Linked DNA regions of Mus musculus: region 2 is linked to region 1. Evidence: chromatin contacts called from public promoter capture Hi-C data. All regions are on one chromosome and are shown on one strand. Each heading gives the region's core, a stretch centred on a gene start, on an enhancer-like site or on the middle of the called end of the contact. The rest is flanking DNA. Distances are from core to core; before and after follow the strand shown. Region 1 overlaps Lmo7 (LIM domain only 7). Region 2 overlaps Lmo7 (LIM domain only 7).

What was found. Capture Hi-C pulls out chosen DNA fragments and counts their contacts.
Region 2: a contact with region 1 is called in a promoter capture Hi-C map of adipose tissue. The contact joins two enhancer-like sites. A contact is called at or near these places in 1 of 484 Hi-C or Micro-C datasets (nephron progenitors), 2 of 115 datasets of contacts at active chromatin or transcription factors (cardiomyocytes and extraembryonic endoderm stem cells) and 3 of 9 other capture datasets (adipose tissue, liver and pancreatic islet).

Annotation. Positions count from the first base shown.
Region 1 is chr14:101,818,459-101,825,855 of GRCm38.p6, forward strand. All of the region lies in intron 3 of Lmo7 (LIM domain only 7), which reads left to right. Among named protein-coding and RNA genes, the nearest start is that of Lmo7, 92 kb to the left of the region's middle. Within about 2 kb of position 4,078, at least 17 of the 459 cell types and tissues checked have an H3K27ac peak or open chromatin away from gene starts, as enhancers often do. A contact at or near this core is called in adipose tissue, where this site is marked.
Region 2 is chr14:101,911,374-101,918,770 of GRCm38.p6, forward strand. It overlaps Lmo7 (LIM domain only 7), which reads left to right. Exons shown (of 31, transcript NM_201529.2): 17 at 626-787; 18 at 1,867-1,973; 19 at 2,904-2,964; 20 at 4,315-4,371; 21 at 6,258-6,283; 22 at 6,567-6,671; 23 at 7,239-7,331. Among named protein-coding and RNA genes, the nearest start is that of Lmo7, 190 kb to the left of the region's middle. Within about 2 kb of position 4,503, at least 7 of the 459 cell types and tissues checked have an H3K27ac peak or open chromatin away from gene starts, as enhancers often do. A contact at or near this core is called in adipose tissue, where this site is marked.

The sequences.
Region 1 (7,397 bases), core at 2,828-5,327:
TCCTTCTTAAGTCTTTTTTAGCCATACTTTTTCAGCTTGTGGGAGCTATGCATTACATTTGTTTAGTTTTTAAACGCAAAGCCCCTTGTACAAAGTCCCTTGTAGACTAGCCTGTGAGCAAACCATGGAGTATGTTCTGAGCTAGGAAGAGTGGCAAGAGAAGCAACTGAAACATTCATGCAATTGCTTTCTTTAGAAGGTCAGAGAATATGTTCTCTTATGTGTTCTAGTGATAAGGTTGGTCTCACCTAAGTTTTAAATGTGTTTATCTTTAATTAACGTGTGTGTGTGTGTGTGTGTGTGTGTGTGTGAGGGGGGCGGGCTCATACATGGTCTGAGTATGGACTTCAAAACACAACTTTTACTAGTTGTCTTTTGCCTACTGTGTAGGTCTTTGGGATCAAACTCTGGCTTGAGGGCAATGACCCTTAATTGATCAAGTCTTCTTTCATAAACAATCACATTCTTCCTATTTCTTCTCTGCTTTCTATTAATTACAAAACTGTTTAAAATAGAAAAAAAAAAATCTAACTAACTAACCCAGGAGTTAGTCCATATCTTCCAAATAACTATGTGGCGCTTAGTGTGGGTATGTTCAACGTACCGAAACTCAACACCAACAATGTGGGAATAAAAAAATGTTCAACAACAAAGTAAAACCCCAAGGCAGAGGCAAGACATCCTGATGGTGAAAAGAGCCGCTGAAGCAGAATAATGTTTACCATCGGATTGTTAGCGTACAGGAAACACAATATGTGGAGAAACAGCCAGGAAGTTGTTAACCCTGAGTCCTTCAGCCATGTAGAACACCTGACAATGTATTGGTGTATAAATAAATCCAGTTGTAAACTGTAAGTCTGTAAGTAAATCAAGGTTTCTCCCCCTCAGCATCACTGACCTCAGGGGCAGACAATACTTTATGTAGAGCTCTACCTTGCGCAATGAACTTTGTGGTTTTTTTTTTTTTTTTTTTTTTTTGGTTTTTTGAGACAGGGTTTCTCTGTATAGCCCTGGCTGTCCAGGAACTCACTTTGTAGACCAGGCTGGCCTTGAACTCAGAAATCCACCTGCCTCTGCCTCCCAAATGCTGGGATTAAAGGCGTGGCGCTACCACGCCCGGCCGCACGGAACTTTCTTTAGTGGCATTGCAGCCTCTGAGACTGACCGGAGGATAAAGCACTTTTCTATCATTTGTGATCACTAAACAAGTCTGACATTGCCACTCACCCCTAGGAGATAAAACCATCCCCAGTTGAGAACTACTTAGCTGAAGAAGCAAGATGGTGAGCACCAGGCTTTTCCTACAAGGATCATGTGACCGACTCTGCCTGAGGACTTCACCTCCCCCTCCCTTCTGCCCCTTTTCCATTTCAATTGTGATTTCCCTTTGGAAAGAAGTGGTGCTTCAGAACATGCAGCCGGACTTATTTGCTTGAATATGTGGGCTCCATGGAAAAATTCTTGGTGTGTCCAAATCTGTTTGAAAGTAGGGGCTGAACTGAACCTGCTTGGTGTAAAGAATTACCTTTGTGCTCTTGGCTGGCATGGGGCTCATCCTTGTAATCCCAGGACTCAGGAAGTTGAGGCAGGAGGATCTTGAGTTCAGCCAGGGCCTGCTTAGGCTCCATAGAGGGTTTGAGGCCAACTTCAAACTATCTAGTCCAATAGTGTTAACTCTTAAGGGCAGAATTGGGCCAAGGGTGGCATTGAAGTTGAGAAGGCAGACTCCTCATTGGAGGAAATGGGCAGAGATCCCAGCTAGTGGATACTGTTGGGTGTGTTCACTTCTCTTGCCTGTCATGGCTGGTCCAGGGACAGCGCAGGCCCGGGTCCTTTCTGACTGCTGTTTTCTAGGTGAGTTGATGTGTGCTTGTGTGATGTCACCCTTATCCATCACTTTCGTGATGGTGTGACTTAGTGGAGCCTCATTGTGCCTGCCTCAGCTTGTTCTTTTCCAGAAGCCGTGCAAACTTGACCTGGGAACCTGCTGTCAAGGTGACCTGGCTACCTTGCTGCTCTTAGGTGTGGACTGACTCTCTGTACCACCACCCACCTCTTTTTTTTTTTTTACTTTTCAGGAAAGAGTGAAAATCTGTAGGCAATGATGCTTTTGTTTGTTTGTTTGTTTGTTTTCTCCTACAATTCAAGAAGTACAGATATAATGAGCTAAAGGAAATGAATGCCCCTCTCCTGCAAACAACTGCCTTCTTAAGGAACTCCTCTGGCTAACCACTCACCTGTTTGGGGCTCACAGGCATTATTTCCTCAGTTATAATGATCAGATGCATTCATGGGCATACTCTAGTGTTTAAGGACAGAAAACATCGGAACTGGATGTATAACAATGTTTCCCTAGCATATCTAAGGCTCTGGGTTCCATATGTTCCTCAGCAAATCTCACAAGCAATCAAACACACAAAACAAAACTAACCTACCTCCTAACCAACCTACGGACCAACCAACCCAGAAAACACATCAGAGCCTAAGACGTCTACGTGTCTATAGAGTAGCAAGATGAAACAGTTACTTAGGATCCAGGGATCTGTCCTCTCCTGGGGCATCTTTTGTTTTCTGCTGATTTTGGAGATGACTCTGAGTTCTCAGTTCTACCTCAGAACATGTGGAAAGTGAATTCTTTTTGACTTGTGCATCCTTGCCTGTTTGATTGCAAGTCAATATGACTAGTAATTCTGACAGCTGTGTTCCTCATCTTCCATCTTCAGAGGGATAGAGATAAACATTTATATGCTGGGGAAGGTATGGAGAGGGAGACAGCCAGCCGCCACCATGATGGGCTGTCTGCTCATGCTCAGCTCCGCTTCATTCTCAGGCTTTTATTTCACCACAATTGGTAATTAGTGAAGGTTCTGTGTGTCCATGAGGTTTCATGCTCTTTCAATTTTATTTCTCTCAAATCGCCACCATAGATCAGTTTTATGTCTATTGTATCAGATCTTGATACTCCATTGAGTTAAAAGATGAATATCTCTGTTTCTAACTCATTTCCAAATAGATAATGAATATTAGAAGATATTAATAAGATTGATTAAAATAGTTAAATTCGCATAATCATCATCACCATCTATTATGTTGGTTTTTGGAAACACAAGTCCAGCCCTTGCTGTCCTGAAACTTACTCTGTAGGCCATACTGGCTCTGAACTCAGGGATCCACCTGCCTCTGCCTCCTGAGTGCTGGGAATGAAGGAGCGCACACCCACACCTGGCAAATTGCTTCATTATTAAACTACAATGAGCAATATTTCCTGAGGGACCACAAACCACACTCCAAGTCATATAACTAGCTTAAATGCTAAAATGGCTCTATTGTCAGTCACATTCAAAACAGATATTTACTTATTTCTCTTGAGATAGTGTCATAATGTAGCCCAAGCTGTCTCAAATGCCCACTAGCCTCTCATATACTGATATTCACCGTTTCTCTGTAATCCTAGCACCAATAAGTAAAGCTCTGGGTACTCCATCTTCTATGGAAACAATATAATAGTAGTAATATTACAATATTGCTTACTCATGTAAGAAATTACAGCATAAAAGCTAAGCATCTACTAAAAATGAGATGAATGAAAAATGTTTTCCGTGGTTTCATGTTAATTGATTCATTTTGGTAATGATGTTTCCCTGGGATTGCTGGGGATTGCCATCTATGTTTTGAAACAGTCCCTGCATCGGATCTATTGGCCAGGGCATGTGTGACGCCATCTTGTTGGTAAGAAAGGTTAGCTATAAATGCGGGGGTGCCTGAGCACTTCTAGAGAGGTGGCGTATGAAGACGGCCATGGTGGGTGACCTGCTTACACAGCCTTCTCTCCTTGCTTCTCTCCTCCTTTCAATAAAAGACAAGAGTCATCAGGGATGAAAATTTAAAACTTGCCGTCAACCTTGAGTTGTTTTATTTATATGTGTGTGTGTGTGTGTGTGTGTGTGTGTGTGTGCGCGTGCGCGTGCGTGCACACAACTGTGGAATTGGAGTTGGTGTCTGCTTCCACCTCTCTAGGCTCTGGGCATTGACCTCAGGTTGCCAGGCTTGCAGGGCCAGCACCTTTACCCTCTGAGTCATTGCATAGGTCCCCTGAGTTGTTGCTGATACCCAGTGATGATGTAGTGCAGCAAAGCAGGAAACTCCTGTTTGATTTCCAGCCACAATTTCTTAATCACCTGCTGGCACAAGTTCAGGAGCATTTCCTCAGATCTCCCAAAGCTGCTCGGTTTTTAAGTCTGAGATCCACATTTATATGTCAAGTTTCTGCCTTGGGGCCAGCTTCTTTTTTCTTTCATAACTTTAATGAATTAGAATTGCTAAACCAATACTCTATCTTGTGGAGTTGAAAAATAATTAATCCAAAAAAAAAAACCCAATTGATTCAGTATCTGAGTAGGATTATCTCATAGTTTCATCCAAATGAATTTGGAACAGTCCCTTTTAAGGTAATTTGCGCTATGTAGGAATTGCCTATCGGGGAGCAAATGAGGTTGCTAAGAAATAGAATGGAAGGTTTGAAACCAATGTGAGGCCCTGGTCCCTTGATAAGTCTCAGGAAGGCCCTCCCTTCCTGGAAACATTTACTGAATGCCTACTGTGAGGTCAGGCCACTTTCTCACACTTGGGACAAGGCTACCAAGAAGGCTGAGACAATTACTCTCTGGGAGCCGGCATTCCCTGCAGTGAGGTGAGAGCCGCATCAGGATACTGCAGATGAATAATGTTTGATACATGCTAATAACTCCAGGGAAGGAAATACAAGACTGCCTTAGTTGCCAGCAGTTATATGGGGAAAGGGATGTAAGTGGATAATGATGCTGAAGAGGGGCCTGCGTGAAGTGGCTGGAGGACTGATCTTGGGCGGGTGGGTGGGAGGTTTCCAGATCTAAGGAAGAGAGGAGGGTATGTTTATAAAAGACTTAGGTCTGATTGGTGTGAGGAGAGGTGGGTAAGCCAGACTGCGGAAGCCTCACTGGCATAGTTGGGAGTCTAAGGGAATATTCTGAGAACAATGTAATTTGTTGTCCCCAGGTTAGTGGTTCCTATGGTTGTGGGTGCACAGTATCCGTGAGTATACATGAGAAGCAGTGCACTGTGTGTTTTCAATGGGTGGCGTGTGTTATCTGAATAAAGCTGCTAGCTCATGTTAGTGCGGCTACTCGAGGAGCAGACTACAAGGAACTTAGGAAGAGAGAAAGCCGGTTGAATAGTTCAGTTACTTCGATGGCTTGTTTTCTGTATTAGCTTGACTGTGATAAGGGATGCCTAGATATTTGGTCAGCTGTGATTCCTGGCATTGCTTATGAGTGTGTGTTTAGATGACATTAGCCTTTGAATCAGTAAATTAAGGAAAGCGGATGGGGGTGGGTCTTATCCATCAGTTGTTATCTATCAGTTGCTATCCATCAGTGGAAGGCTGCTCTGAAGAAGGCTGACCTTTCTATGGAGAGGGAGCTTCTCTGCTTGCCTGAGCAGCCACACAGGCTTTCCCTCCTTTGGACTGAATTGAAGGATCAGTCAACTTTCCTGTCCTCCAGGTCATCCTACTTTGGAATAGTACCATGGCATGGACTCTCCTGGGTCTCCAGGTTGGGACATTGCAGCCTCCACTTTAACATTTATTTTTTATTACTTTATTTCTTTATTGTGTGTGTGTGTGTGTGTGTGTGTGTGTGTGAGTTCACACTTGTGAAGGTTAGATGACAACTTTCAGGAGGTGCTGCTTTTCTTTGAGGTAAGATCATTAGCTTGAACTCACGTGGTTGTCAGGTTTAGCAGCAAGCACCTTTACCGCCTGAGCCATTTGACTGACCCAAGAAGTCCTTTTCTATATCCACCCTGTTGATTCTCTTTCTCTGGAGAGTCTGGATGGGCCACTTTATTTATGATTATTTTATGTATTTATACCACTAATCTTTCCCTTTGGTGCCTCTGCTTTCATTTAATTCTGGCAAGATGCATGCTCCCAGGGCCTTGGGATAGTTGAAATGGACGAAAACAGGCTCCGTGATTGTGTCTATGGATGAAGCTTGAATAGCTGCTAAAGAAGTCAGAGTGTTTAAATTTATGGAAACTTTAAGCAGAATTACTGGCAATTTACCTCAAAGTTTGTACTTGCCCTGTTTGTATTTGAAGAAGAAGGTCGAGATGAGAAAACACAGGAAACAATTTAATTTACAGATGTCGGAACCCTAAGGTGGGGCAAATGTGGTAGACCTCAGGGTCTGCAATTAATGGTCGGAGGTTGGGTTGACAAGATGGCTCAGTGGGTAAGGGTTCTTGCCACCAAGTCTGATGACCTGAGTTCTACTCTGGGGTCCACTTGATAGTTAAGTTATCCTCTGATTTCATATACTGTGGTGTACATGTGTACACATGCATGGACATGCACATCTATACATACATTGGCATGCATCACATACACATGTGAATAAAACAGACATACAGATAGATAGAATTTTTTAAATGCACTATATTCCAGCTTCTTGACATTTTTATATCCCAGTCAGTGTCTTGACACTTTTTTTTTACAGCCTTTGGTTTTCCCCCTCTTACTCCTGAATAAGAAGTGCAGAATTAGCTTGTTATAGAAGCTTTGTCTTGTTAGGGAGCCACTGCTAGTCCCTCCTTATAATACCTGTAATTTATGGATCTGAAGACATCTATCTGTCCTACAAATGCCATCTGCTGCAGTGCCTCACCCACAGACTGCCTCTCTCCTCCATGGAACTGCTTGCTGAGCCTTATCTTTTCACCAATGCACTTCCAAGGCAGAGAACACCACCGAGAAGGAAGTTAGTTAGCTCCAGGGCAAGAAACGGAAGACCCCAGCCATGTTCACCCAGACCCCACTGTGATAGGTTCCACAGACTATCTTAGCCACTGTACTATACCTGTGAAGAGACACCATGACCAAGACAGCTCTTATAGAAGAAAGCATTTAGTTAGGGGATTGTTTACTGTATTAGAAACTTATTTCACAATCATCCTGGCAGGAAGCAGACACATATCCACTACAGATGGAACTCTGTATGCATATGCAAGCCCATACTATTCTCACCAAGAACAGGTTCAGATCTGGTTCCAAAACCAGAGAGGGAAATTTAGGGCATGGTAAAATAGCAAAAGAACCAGAACACCGTGAGTTAGGACTCTGCACCTGAATACTCAGGTCTCTATTCTAAATTGTAACCTGAATTGCTTGATGAACATATCTGGAAAGGGTCTCACCTAGAGAGAGCAAGTAGACCTGGACCAACCAAATTTTTTTTTTTTTTTTTTTTTTTTTTAGTTCTCACACACTTTTAATCCTTCTGGATAGAATTCTTATATACAGTTTTGGGGTGGGTAAGGGTCTGACAGCAGGTACTTCTCATTGGTTTGATCTGAGAGAT
Region 2 (7,397 bases), core at 3,253-5,752, 93 kb after region 1:
GTGCTTTGGAATTCTGCTGACTGATTACTTCTTCCACAGCCAGGGTTATGTCAAGGCAAACACAGAAACTGCTCAATACGCCCTCAAGGTTGAAAACTACAGTGATATCTGTCTATGAGAGGAGGTCCCTCTTTAATGATTCCTATTATCCAGAACTGTGTGTTGAGTTGGCTCTTTTAAAATTGTTGTAATCATTGTGCTTTCGTGGTAGTTTTATGTGGTACTCTTTTTTTCCCCTTCTTTTCCCACCCCCAGAGTTCTAGTTGATGCTCAATTAATGTATATATTTCACATTTTTAGTTTAAAAATAATTACATTGCTTCTCTTTGTCCCTCAGATGATTAAGTTATTTTTTTATTGTCTGAATTTAAAATTTCTCCTTTCCATGTAAACAAAGATAGAGACTATGAAATAAATAATGCCCTTGGTACTTCATGTGGTGTAAGGATTCAGATATTAGATATATCTGAGATATGATACATATGAAAATATCGGTGTTACTCCCCTACTGGAAATGAATTGAACTTGCTGAGATGAAAAAGTCATTCTCTTTAATTTAAAGAAACAGCAGAGAGCATACTGTACAGGTTTCTCTTCATCCAACTGTTCCCTTTATGTTGTTTAGGTAGCCCAGCAGAATTTTCTCAGCTGCAGGTAGATGATGAAATTCTTGCCATCAATAACACCAAGTTTTCATATAAGGATACAAAAAAGTGGGAGGAAGTTATGGCAAACGCCCAAGAAACTGGAAACTTAGTGATGGACGTCCGGCGTTACGGAAAGTCTGGTGAGTTCACTTCCCACTGTGTCTGGCTTTTTAAATAAGGAAACCCAACTTGGGCAGATGGTTCTAACAGTTGGCTTCATTAATCCTCTCCCCACCCCCATTTTACATAGCTTTGTGCTTACAGTTGTTTTGTCATCGTTGTTGGGACAAATCACAAACACTGCCTCTGAGTATTCTTTCTGAAAATGCTTCACTAGCAAATCTACTGAATTCGACACCATTTTGCTTTTTTCTGTAACTGATAGAGCTGAATGTACATGTCAATTAAAAGCAAATGTATCTGTACCTGGGAGTCGCAACTATTCTTTCTACTTTAGCAACTGTGTGTATTCGTTACTTGATCTTCATGATCACAAAGCTAAGCATTAAAAACGGCAGTGTGAGGTGGGCAGTGGTGGCTCACACCTTTAATCCTAGGACTGGAAAGGCAGAGGCAGGTGGATATCTGAGCCTGAGGGCAGCTGGTCTACAGAGTAAGTTCCAGGACAGCCTGTCTCAGAAAAAAAAAAAAAAAAAACAAAAACAAGAACAGCCAAAAAGAATGGCTGTCCAGTTTCCTGTTCTCTGCACTATTCAACTATACTGCTGCCCTCAAGGTCCCAGTGGGACATGTTCCTACCTATTCTCATAGCAGTTTAATCTGCTTTTTATACCATAGTGTTTCTGTGTCATAGGTGATGGTCAGGTGGAAGGGAGCATTGAGTCTCTTCAGTCTTTGCTATTGGCATATAACATGTAGTCCCAATTTAAGAAAAGAATCAGCACATTTGCTAGTTTTCTTGTTACTAACTACCGTGATTTTTTAACTTTTGTGTCTTGGGAAGGTGGTCTGCTGGCTAAAGCCCTAAAGTCTCTGTCATTTACATGTGACTTGATTCACCTGTCTGACTGTCTGTACATCTATCTGTGTACATTTTATATCTGTGCATTCAGTAACTGTATTCTTTCCACTTTACCGTCTATGTGTATTCCTTACTTGATCTTCATGTGCCAATCAGACTGGGGCAAAGACCAACCTTCCCTGCCATTTATACGGCATAAAACCCTCAATCTTACCAGTGTGGCTACCAAAATTATAGGTTCATCTGAAACAAAGTGGATCGATACAACATCAGGAATTTACAACTCAGACAAGTCTTCAAGTTTATCAGTCACAACTGATTTCTCTGAAAGCCTTCAGAGTCCTGTAAGTAGAACAGAGTACCCCTAGAGGCCATAGATATGGGGGAAGCAATGGTTTGTGAAATCATTTTGATACAATATAAGATAAAGTTAGGGTATACTGAGTACCTAGACTAAGTGTAGCTTTGAAAATACGTTTTTATTAGCAGCCTATCATTATTGAGTTATGTAATGATATTGACATCCCATAATGATGTTCTGCCCGTGGTGCTCACCAGTGTCAACATCACAGGCCTCTCTCAGATCTGTGTGAATGAGAAAGAGCTAATGTGGAAGATTGCATGCTATAAGTGATCTGTGTGCTCTCCAGTCAACTGGTAAAGTGTGCACCATGGAGCCTCACAAAGCATCTTAATTCTTACATGGTGAATCTGATAGATTGGATTGCTTATGTGACCAAGACATCATCAGTTTTGTGAATTGATTCAAAAACTATAATGTATGAAATTTCAAAACGTTAAAAGCAGTATTTTTTTCATGCAGTTTTTTTTAAAAAATGCATCTATTTCTAATCATAATTATTCATTTTCAGTTGATAATTTAAACTTTGACCTGAATAAACTTATCTAATATAAGAAAGTATTAATACAGTTTTGAAGGATTGAAATGTTAAAGAATCTTAAATGGCTGTTTTACTACTCATAAATATAAACCAAATGAAGGACTGATTATTTTATCTATCATGCCTCTAAGAACATCAATGACTGATTAAACTTATGGTCATCTTTGCCTGCAGCTAGTCATTAATCCTTTTACAAGTATTGGAGAGTCATGAAAAACATTAAGATTTTACTACACATAAGCTACGAGGAATTAATCAACACCCTGAAAAACCCATCTTGTTTAAAGATACTTTTCCCTAATGAGAGATACATTATTTAATTCCGAAGTCCAATCAGACAGAATGTTAATTAGCTTTTCTCCCGCTTTCCAGTATACTGAATCCAAAGAAGTCAATGGAATTCACGAGGAAAGTAACCCCTTTGATTCAAAAGGTAAAACTCACTCTTAAATTGCTTCTGTTGGTTGCACATGGTAAATCATAAGCTCAAGATCTGCCATAAAAGTTAATATCTGTAAGTGAAGGAAAACTGGAGGCACAGCAAGTTTAAACCAAATAGCATGTAGATGCAATTGTGGCCAGGTGAGAGGGAGTCAGTGCCAGCCTGGAATGTGTCAAGATCTCTAAACAAGCTCAGCAGCCTGCTCAGGGCTCTGGGTACCTAAGCCAAGGGAGAACAGATTTTCCCAGGGCCAGCAGCTTCCTGGCTATGGAGTGTTGGCAGAAGGATCTTCATTTAAACACAAAATGGTGAGGCTGCCCTTCCTCCCTCACTGTTTTAAAAAGGACCAATGTGCAGGGGGCAGATCCTGGCAGAGAAACACCAATGGCAGCAACAGTTGAGGGAAGGCACACTTGTCTGAAAAAAGATGGCAGAGTGTCCAGGCTGATGTTAGAGTTCTCACTCTCTGCTTTGACCGTTCAGCAATAATCTAGCTACTGAATATTGTGTGCTATTCTGTAGACATACCAGAAAGAGTTTTCAGGTCCATATAAGCAGAAAAGAAGCTAGAAAAAGCTACAGGTCTTACACCATGAGCCAGGGCCTCTTGTCGTAGGACTGTTTGTTTTGGTGACTTTAGACATACCTGGGCAGATACATTGAACAAAGCTGATCAAAGTCTGTGAATCTCCCGTGATTAGTATCTCTGCCCTTCATTTCTAATAATTAGAAGCTGGGGTTGGTTTTATTTTTTCCTTTATCCACATAGTTTTAAAATGAGAATTGCTTATATTCCTTCATGATACTAAAATCGAAGGGATCCCTGTTCTGTTCTGCCAGTGGCCCGAATAGTAGAGCCAATTGATATGACGTCTACATTGTGACCTTGGGACTCTGTGCTACTCGAGGGTTGTTTAGTTAAAAAGTCAGCAGCAGTTGTTTTCACTGGATTGTTCTTTATGGTGAACTGCTTTTGTTGACGTCTCCTCTAGATGCTTTTCAATTCCCCTTTATCATATTGTAAAAGCGCTTGGGGAGAATTAACTTTAGGTTGATTAACCTAAACAAAAACTGCTAGTTTTCATTTCTTGGGGGACATTATGCTTTAAGAAGACTGTATGCCTCTCCTTGCTGTGACGGTACGATGCTACCGACTAAAAATAATTAATACAAGCATTGGTTCCTTTTACTAATTAGAATGTCGTGTAGACTACTCAAACGTGTGTGTCTGCCTTGAAATAATCTCTTCTCTTCAGTGGCTACCAATTTTGTTATTTGGAAAATAATATTGCTAAGGATTGGAAGAATGACGTGGTATTTATTTTCTTATTTTCCAACTAGCATCAGAATCCATTTCTTTGAAAAATTTAAAAAGGCGATCACAATTTTTTGAACAAGGTAAACCGACAAGCTAAACTATTCCCGGGCTCTCATGATCTCATCTCTCACTCCAGCCTTCTGTAGTCTGTGCTTCCAGGCACCAGTCTCTTTCCATCTTGCTATTCTTGTGACCAAGCAACGTAACCCGTTTCCCTTCTTTCCCCAGGATGGCCAGGCTTTTCTTACAGCTCCTGGGTCTACCTCTGTGGTAACGGGCTTTGCGTGTCCTTTGTCTAGCTTTCCAGCTGTTTCTCCCCCCCCCCCTCTCTTAACCTTGTGAAGGAAACAAAGCAAAACCACCCACGCACTGAGATGCTGCTACACACACGTGTTTCCCCACCGGGTAACAGGAAGACTTGAGGAATTTCATTTTCAGCTTCCTGCTTCCGTCACTTGCACAGCTTGCCATTAGATTACACCAACATATGTTTGGTAGACTTCCCAAAACAGCAAAAACAAACAAACAAACCTGGCTCTGGTCATGGGAGATACCATTCCTGAAGAGCAGAGTTACTTGTCGTTATTGGAATGATGGAGTTGGAAGGCATAGAATGATGACTCTGTTGATGTCAAAGGCAATGTAAAGTAAAGGAGATTTGGTGGCACCTAACACAGGAGCACTGAGAAGTCATCTATGTTGGTGTAGCTGCACGAACTGCCTCGTGAGGTGTGATGCATGCGGCTTCTCTTCATCCTCACATCTGTCTAACCCTCTGTCTCCTGAATGTGGTTTCAACTCTGTTTTGCTATGAGGAACTTAAAAGTAATATCTAACATTTTAGTTGCAACATGACAGGAGATTTACTGTTGCTATCTGAAATGTTACTATTTCTTTAAAGATTCATGAAACATTTCAAAAATTGCTTTATGATACCTACTGGGTTTGTGTCTGTTGTGTTTATTACCTAATATTCTTCTTAAAGTAGATTAAGTTTCCTCTCAGACCATAAATAGAGTTTATCAGCTGTCCTTGGTGCTTTTGATTCATATATATATATATATATATTTTTTTTTTTTTTTTACTAAACTTATTGTTTTCTGTGGTTATTCAGTTGAAGTGATATCACACACCTAATTCAAGCTGGCTAAAACAAAATAATGCCTTGTCTTTATTCTAGTTTTCTCTAATTTTTCTTCAGTGAGCTATTTTAGGGACAAGAATTTTCCTAATTCTTATGACAACTTAAAAAAAATAGTTATATAAGTGAATAATTTATGTGACGGTGGAGATTTCAGAAAAATTTCTAAATACTGTATAATACTATACTTTCTGAAATTTCACTTTTCTAGAATTGTACAATGTGTTGACACATATTTATACAAGCTCCCTGATGAAAGAAGGAATAAGCTAACCGAGTGTAGTCATACCCAGCTCGAATGCCAAGGCTAGGCAGGAAAATTAAAAGTTCAAGACCATCCTGGATTAAAGGGGCAGGGGCATCCACACCTGAAGTCCCAGCACATGGAAGTTGGAGGCAGACGGACTCAAAGTTCACAGTCAGTGTTTGTTTGCTACATTAGTTGAGCTTGAGGTCAGCCTGGGTTTCATTCTCAGAAAGCAACAATAGAGTATAATAATAATAATAATAATAATAATAATAATAACAATAACAACAACAACAACAACACTGTGCCTGCTGGGTTACACATCAAACTTGAATACTTGTGTTTCAAATAACAGAAGCGGTAAAGTGGGCTCGGCTCTGTTTCTAAGAGTCTGAGGTACCAGCGGTTTCCTCTGTTATTAAATTTGAATTTGGATGACGAGTTCCCAAGAGAACTGAAGGGAAAGGTTAAACAGAAGGCTGATGTCACTCCTATGCTGGCAGGGACAGCTAGTGCTGTGAAAAGAATTACTTTGGAGAAATGGAAACTCACGTTGTGCCTTTCTTCCTTGCTCGCAGGAAGCTCGGATTCTGTGGCCCCCGATGTGAGTATTAGACTTTTGCAGTTGGTCCTATGTGAGGGAAGTTGGGTAGGACAGGGCTACTACACAGTACTATTTCTTGTTTAGTGTTAAGATGCATCAATGTTGATCAGATTGTCATGTTGTAAGCTGGAAAGACTGACGCTGATCTGTGAGACCATGTCTGCATCATTGTGGTATAAGCCAGCGTTGAAATCAATGATTGCTGAGTGTGGACGTGTTTCAGTAGATGACTTAGTGACGTGGTGTTCTGTGTTTCCATTCTCCTGTGCCACAAACTGGTTAGCTTCCAGTTCCAACCCTCAGTGCCCCGAGTCGCTGGGCTTGGGATCAAGAGGAGGAGAGACGGAGGCAGGAGCGGTGGCAGAAAGAGCAAGATCGCCTATTGCAGGTAGCTCCACACAGCCTGCGGGAATCCGGCGCTCGGCTTTCATTGGGCTCTTCTCACCTGTGCCACCCAGTCTTGAGAAGCAAGCTTGAAAAAAAGCAGAACCAAGATATCGTCCTCACCACTAGCTAAGACTGTTGCGTATTGCGTGCATATTTTGCACCGACCCTTACTTTTCCAGTTTGGTGGTTTTCAAAACTATCAGACATTAACCCTTATGGACCCAGTGAAGAGTGACACGCCCAGACTGTGAGCACTTGTCCTTGTTAGCAGTAGAAGAGATCTGGTTTGCCATCAATCAGCCTCCCTTATCCTAGCTGGAGGCCTTGATGAATTTACATCAGCAGTAAAGGTTGGGCATAGGTGCCTACTCTTTCTTGACACCTGTATTTTAGCTTAATGCAAGACCTTTTTTTTTTTTTTTTCCTCTTTCTTCCAGGACTAAAACTCTGATTGGTCACATGAAAGAGTGACATGAAGGTTTAGAGACAGCAAAATTGTTAATGGAAAATATTCTGCTTCCCATGAGAAGGCAACCTTGATTAATCATTATGCCCTATTTCCTCACAGGAAAAATACCAGCGTGAGCAGGAGAAGCTGAGGGAGGAGTGGCAGAGAGCCCAACAGGAGGCGGAGAGAGAGAATTCCAAGTACCTGGATGAGGTACCATGACGCACGCCTTGTTCTTATTCTTCTCTATACCTTGTTGGAGAACCTAGCGGAGGACAC